2 separate regions of the Hordeum vulgare genome follow, and region 1 is linked to region 2. The links are chromatin contacts, called in public Hi-C maps. All regions are on one chromosome and are shown on one strand. The core of a region is the stretch at or near the end of the contact, and the rest is flanking DNA. Distances in the headings are between cores, read along the strand shown.

The links. Hi-C and Micro-C count contacts between places; a contact is called where the count stands out from the background.
Region 1: a contact with region 2 is called in a Hi-C map of seedling, with 2.0 times the contacts expected there. The contact joins two enhancer-like sites. A contact is called at or near these places in 3 of 6 Hi-C or Micro-C datasets (leaf and seedling).

The regions. Positions count from the first base shown.
Region 1 is chr2H:520,345,579-520,349,065 of MorexV3_pseudomolecules_assembly, forward strand. No RefSeq gene overlaps it. Among protein-coding and RNA genes, the nearest start is that of LOC123426970, 120 kb to the right of the region's middle. Within about 2 kb of position 2,148, at least 3 of the 3 cell types and tissues checked have open chromatin away from gene starts, as enhancers often do. A contact at or near this core is called in leaf and seedling, where this site is marked.
Region 2 is chr2H:519,974,167-519,977,945 of MorexV3_pseudomolecules_assembly, forward strand. No RefSeq gene overlaps it. Among protein-coding and RNA genes, the nearest start is that of LOC123426969, 61 kb to the left of the region's middle. Within about 2 kb of position 1,760, at least 3 of the 3 cell types and tissues checked have open chromatin away from gene starts, as enhancers often do. A contact at or near this core is called in leaf and seedling, where this site is marked.

The DNA.
Region 1 (3,487 bases), core at 898-3,397, 370 kb after region 2:
CACCTAGCGATGGCGCCTCCTCCGTCGGCTCCTCCTTCTCCTCATCTTCCTAGCTAGGCCCGGGGGACGCCGGTCGGCTTACATAGCCGGCTATGGTCTCAGACGAAGAGCTGAAGCAGCGCCACGTGGCGACGGTCAAGGCGCTTGTTGGACCGTCGGGTTTCCACGCGAGTCCGCATTGGGCCACGCCGTTAGGCCGACATGGCGAGCGTGTGCGGATGCGTCCAGGCTCCTCTATATCCGCCCCATGTTTGACCTGAATATGAGGAGTGTCGGTCAGTTCGGACGTTAAAGCCATGTTTAAGGGTCCGACTGGGTCGATTTTTTGCGACCGATTAGTGACCGGACTCGGACGACCTGACCGGATGTTTGAGATGAATATGAAGGATCCGATTATAGATGCTCTAAGCTCTTATATTTCTTTACCGAGTGAGAGGAGAACACGGGTTTGTCCTGTCCTTTGTGTTCAGGCATGCATGGATATGGTCCTACTTTCCCCCTGATGTGATCGTTTCCTAATTAAGCGCACATGAACACCAGTAGTTTAGCCCATCCCGCTCGGGCCATTGACCGGTCTCCAGCTGTGTTACCACTGATGGATCGATCAATTGCCTGTGGTTTAGCAGATTCTGGTCGGTCCAAACCACCAAAACCTTGGTTGCCGCGGCCAAGGTCAAGTTAAACAATCAGCCGGGCACATGCACAGATGCACTCTACCAGCGTTGTCCCATTCCTTGTTGGACATTCGTAGGAACTGAAGACACAAAAGTAATCAGGCGCGCGTGCACGTACATACACCGAGTAAATCCAGGCCCCGGCTAGCGCACGGCAATCTTTATATGATCAGGCCGGTGATCACTAGACGGCGCCGCAAAATGGCATCATCGATCTCTCGATCGATCTCCACCCGCACGCGCACTTTCGGTCATGCATGTGAGGATTGACTAATGGCTATTGTATGCGTAGCAAGTACTACGTGGTCACCTGCGCGGAACCTTTGGCCGCAGCCGATGGATCGATCACCATGGCCTTTATCTGCAATGATGATCAACCTTGTTTGTTTAGAGTTTAGACCAGGTAGCTCGATCGTGCATATGCGTTTCCCCCGTGGACTGCGTCTCCTTTGTGCTGCTTTTTTGACCAAGGCTAGCCGCGAGGCCGCGCATATTTGCATCGTGGTCGAACCCACCGCGCCGGTCGGCCGCGCCGCGCGCGCGCACCACCAACCTCGAGCCGCACGCGCGTACGCGTCCTGGCCGCGTCGCCGACGGCGACGGCTTTACTCGCTGCTGGTGGACGCCGTCGTCGGTGGACGTAGCTGGCTATGGCTAGGCTGGGTGAGCCAGAGGCCCGCATACATATCATACGCAGCCAGCGGCATTGATGCATGCATTCGGGTGGTCCACTGTAGGTGAGCCGCGCGGCGCATGCACACGTAACTGCGAGCGTTCTGGTCACGTACGCAGTCGTCCTGCATGCAGCGAGCCCTGCACAGTGACCGGATTGATTCCTCGCTCGCTCATGACGAGGCCGCGCCAGTGGGCATGGACGCACGTACGGTACGGGCGGACGAGGACGCACAGTGCGAAATGGAAGCACTGTGCGGGCGCAACAAGTTCACGTGTGCTTGCATAGTTGCCCCCATTGGATGGTGTGTGTGTGTGTGTGTGTGGCTGCCTCGTCCTCGTGCGGTGCAGTAAAACCTACTGTGTGCTGTGCTGTGCTGGTAGTAAGGTCGCCTGACCCTGACGATACGATATCTCGGACTGGATCCATCCATGATCCACCCGCACGTGGACGTGTGGGCATCCATGCCTGCAGGCTGCAGCAGGCGGTTTACTCCTGTGTGTATATAGGCTTTTTGTGCTGGAAAATATCGCGTCGAGGATTTGGTCTTGCATCGGCTGCACGCGGACCACTTCTTCTGTAGTGATCACGAGGGAGGGAGGGAGGGAGGGAGGGAGGAATGGTCGTCCAGTACAGCATGTACGTTGTGACGGTCTGTTCCGTTCCGTAGCATGAGCAGCACCAAGACTGAATCTGGTCGCGGTCGGACGCGGACTTTTTGGGCTTGGCCGACCCCGCCGTAGTAGGAAGGTCTCTCGAGACAGCGAGCTGCAGCATAGTATCGCGGAAGGGCAGAAATGCCATTATGCAGGGAAAGCCCTATTCGCCGCTCTGTGCGAAGCGGTCTCGGGCTTCGCACACAGCGGGAGGGGTGTGGGCTGGCCCATTAAGCGGGGTTGCAGCGCCGGTTTGCAAATCTTCCAGAGGTTCCAAACCCTCTTTTTGAGGTTTTGGGAAGAAGGTTCCCTGAATCGTTATTTTTTTTTATATATTTTCGTTTTTCTTTTCTTTTTTCCGATTCAGAAAATGTTCTCGATTTTTAAAAATGTTCAAGATTTTAAAAAAGTTTCTTTAAATTATAAAAATGTTCTTTCTTTTTTTCAATGTTTTGGAATTTTAAAAACTGTTCTAGATTTCCCTAAAAAATGAATTTTAGAAAATTAACTATAATTCTCAAAAATTATTCTTCAAAATCGTAAAATATTTGAAAAATGTTCATGATTTAAGAGTTTGTTCTCTATTTAAAAATATTTGAAAATGTATAAAAAAATAGTTGCGTTTCCAAATTTGTTCATAATTTATCAAAATTGTTCTCAGTTTCAAATTTTATTCTCAAGATTTAAAAAATGTCCGTGCTTTAACAATTTGTTCGCGCTTTCAAATCTGCTCTCCGTTTTAAAAAATGTTCAAAATTGTTCACGCTTTCAAATTTGTTCAGGTTTTTTCAAAATTGGTCTCCATTTCAAAATGATATTATCAAGATTCAAAAAAAATTCTTGCTTTAAAAAATTGTCCGTTCTTCCAAATTTGCGCGTGATTTTTCAAAATTGACTCTGTTTCAAAATTTCTTCTCAAGATTCAAAAAATGATCTTGCTTTAAAAAACTCGGGTTTCCAAATTTGTTCGGGTTTTTTCAAAATTGTTTCTCCATTTCATAATTTGAAACTATTTTTCAAAATTATTTTTGGTTTCAAAATTAGTTCTCAATATTCAAAACTGTATGTGCTTTAATTTGTTTCACGCTTCAAAATTTGTTTGGGGTTTTTCAAAATTGTTCTCCTTTTGAAAGTTCTGTTCTCAAGATTCAAAAAATGTCCGTGCTTCCAAAGAATTTTCTGCACGATTTTTGAAAATTGTTTTCGGTTTCACAATTTGTTCTCAAGATTCAAAAACTGTTCGTGCTTTCAAATTTGTTCTCCGTTTTACAAATTGTTCATGTTTCAAAATTTATTCAGGAGTTTCAAAAGATGTTTGTGTTTTCAAATTTTTTCACGAGTTTCCTAATTTTTCAGGGTTCCAAATTATATTCTAGAATTTTGGGAAATATGTTCCCTCTTCCAAAAAAATGTTCACGATTTACAAAAAATGTTCCTAATTTCGAAAATATTATTGTTTCAGAAAATGTTCACAATTCGAAAAA
Region 2 (3,779 bases), core at 510-3,009:
AGAGATTGCATTACAAACTACATACGGATGTACATAGACATATTTTAAAGTATAGATTCACTCATTTTGCTCCGTATGTAGTCTCCTAGTGTAATCCCTAAAAGGTCTTATATTTTGGAACGAAGGGAGTAATAGGGTGGAGCTACCTAGTTGCATGCTTGCTACGGTCATTTGCAGAAATACCTATCAATCTAAACTCTAGTATTTAGGTTTTCGATCCGGTTTTTCTTATAAATTGATCAAAACTCAAGGGATGACTCCTGGCTTTGACAGTTTTTTGAACAATATATTCATGTGTGGGAATCCTCCCTATTGAGTACAGATTTTTTTGGATGTTCATCTCAGAAAAGAAGAGACTGAAAGAACAACAGAAATCTGGTAACTGATACATAGGTGCTCCCTAGTTACATCGTTCATAACATAATTTAAAAGAAAATGAAGGGGCTCATCGTCCCAAATACTACAACAAAATTTATTTAAGAGGCAAACTGTAGCCAACTCAAGAGAAGCCTCATTTAGCGTCTCTACAACAATGATTAAAAACGACCTCCCAATTACATGTGCAAGCTCTTCTCAGTCTGCGTATGTAGTAGTGTTTCATTAGGTAGTTATAGCTGGTAAGAGGATGTATGATGGGATTCGAGATTATCACTCACAGTAGCTTGATTCAACAAATTCGATTATAGGAAGATACACAAATGACGAACAAAAAGGGAAAAGAGGGATATGTTTCGGAGGCGCAGCCGGGTCGTTGATCCTCTAGATACCTGTCATCCGTTCCACCCTGTCTTAAGTAATGGAGGAGGTGGTCGGGCTTCACCGCGTCCACGCCCGTCCAGTGATGCGTGAGTTGGGCTTACGATTTCTCATGGGCCGTTGTGCCGAAGACGAGGGTGACGAGTCTCTGATAGCTGGGCCCACTTGGTTCATATAGTCGCCGCGGCTGGGAGTGCTAGGGGCGCTAACACAAAACAACCATAGTAACAACAAAAATCCATCGCAAATTACAAACATATTCGTAACAAAACATAAAAAATGACAACCAATTTGTACATGATTGCAAGTCAATGGCATCTTGATTTGCTACCCCGCTTCTAATTGCTTCAGAATTACGATTGAGCTAGGAATAAACACTAGATTAGATGACTAGACAGTAGGCACGGGACCTCTTGATGTTTTGTCGTCTAAATCAAGTAGCCTGATCAGATGCCCTTTTCTGATTGATATATTCACAAAACTATATATGCAATGCGGCTTGCGCTGTTATTCCCCACTTTTCTGGCGGCTGGCCTAATTTCCCAGTAATTATAAGCATACCTATCCGGCCTTCACGATCGCACACCGGGTATATATGGGTGCTCTGTTGCATATTCCTGCAACTTTCCAGGTACTACACATCCAGGCGCTAATTAATCTGTTGACATACGCAAAGCTATTATGGAGTGTTATCGATGCATGCCAATCTTTTTTAGGAGGTCCTGGTCGTCGCCCCCACCATGCCTTCGATTCGCAGGGATCATGTTGATGTTGGTAAAGCATGGAATGGATGATGGCCATCTCCTCCTCATCGTCGTCTGTCCGTCCGAGATTTTTTTACGTCCGAGAGTGCATGTGGGGGCTACGGCAGCTTTGACCAAAGGTGGCAGGGGGGCGGTACGTAGGCGCGTGTCGTTTATTCTCCGGCCCGAGCCGAGCCGATGGAGATGCCTCAGCCCGTGCGCGCCCACTTGTCCCTTTGCCCCGCCCCGTATCTTCCTGTGGATTTGTGGCGGTGGGGCTGCCCTTGGCACATCCACCACCACCAGATTTGGAGCCGTGCGGCTGAGTTAATCGTCCTTCCTTGTCGTCTCACCATTAGCTGGTCAGCAGCAGCAGCAGCAGCAGCAGCAGGGATTATTAGCGATGATTAACCGTGTCGAGGAAGGGGTTTCACGTCTGATGGTCGTCTTCATCCCCAGACAGACAAGGGTGACAAGGGCGAGATTTGAGCAGTGCTAGTACAGGCACTACGGGCTTGTCCTCGAGTGCCTTTTTCCTGAAAACAGGAAAAGCGGTTTCTGTACATTCGGCTTGACGATCGACCGGACCGGAGAAAGGCGGGAGGCAAATCCAATCAGCCCATGCTGAGCCGCATGCGCGAGTAGACGTCCGGCTGATTCAATTTTCTATCACCTCACGGGCAGGCAGGCAGGCAGGCAGGCAGGCACTGTGGCGCAGTGCTCCCCGGGGGGCCGTGCCCGTCGCGCCACTCGAGACGGCACGGGGGCGTCCTCTGTCCTCTGACCAACTCTCACCTCCACCCTGCGCTGCGCAAGCAGTCTGATGAAGAGAGAGAGAGTAGGCGAGGGCGCTCGTGTGCGTGCGTGCGTACGTGTGTGACTGTGGTGCCTGATTGGTTGGGATTCGCACCTGCAGAGTACGATTCCCCGTGCGCGCGGTGGCAGGCCAGGCCTACTCGTCCTCCTCCTACTCGGTCCAGCCAGCCGCACGGGTGGCCCTTTGACTGACCACCACCACCATCATGGCTCGCCGCACCCGCACGAGGGCCGCATTCATGTCGCCCTCATTCACTCACTCACTCACTCACTCATCGATCCGCCCCTCTCCACTCCACCCACGATTTCGTTTCATTTATCTGCTCGGTCTCTCTCTCTATCTCTCGTCCCGAAACCACAGCACCCGAAGCGTTGAGAGAGACGGCTAGTCGAAGGTCTTCCACGGTTCGGTTCCCCTCCTGACTTTGTGTAGTACTACTCCGTGACCATGAGAACGGGGAACGTGTCCGGCCGGCCACCACCGCGCCTTCCAATCCATTGAAACGTGGGATCAAGGTGTGCCGCACGCATTGCTGCGCGCTCCACCTTGGGTGTGCCGCAACCGTGCGAGGAGTCATTAATTATTGGTTCGAAGATCCAAGCTCCTTTGCAACAAAGGACTGTCAACATGGCATTGGTACCCTTGACAAAGGAATTGAAGAGGATTAAAGAAGATTTTTTTACTAGAAAAGGAAGATTCTCTTTGGCCTGTGCATCAATACGATGCATGTAGCCACTTTGTTAACAAAAAGTAACAAACATCCCAATCAATCTCGAAACGAGCAACACAATAATGAAAAATCTACACTAATGGGAACGGGGCCTTTAGCCCCGGCCCGTAAGGGGCTTTAGTTAGTCCCGCCCCTTTTACAAGCCGGGTCTAAAGGTGCTCCACGTGGGCGCCTCGTAGCGCCCCACGGGCAGGACCTTTAGTCCCGGTTCGTTACACGGGTCGGGACTAAAGATTTTCAGGTTTCGCTTATTTTCGGGTTTTTTTTAATGAAATTATTTTTGGGTTTTAGGGTTTAGGTGTTCGGGAGATTAACGTGATGCCTCGTTTGGTGTTCGGGAATTAGTTTTCATATAATTTAAATAGAAATAATTATGCATATATATATAAGGTTAACTTATCTTACAAGCGAGCATATATATACAATTATACGGAGATCTAAATTATCGGGGCTAGAGCCCGTCTATTTGATTACATGGACGAACATCAGTAATGGCCTCTAGCTACACTAAATCGTCATTTGTCATCTATAGCTTCCGTCCTCAGAAAGGTCGCAAGCTCCTCTGCAACAGCAATCGCGCGTTGCTCTGGTAGGACCTTCGTCGTCATGGCCGTGTGCTATATAAGAAGAGGAGATGAATATGAATATCAATCATGATAACAAAGAATGACCGGTAAAAATAGAGGTGTGAATGTTCATTGCTTACGTCGAATCTGTGATCCTTGTGCTCAGA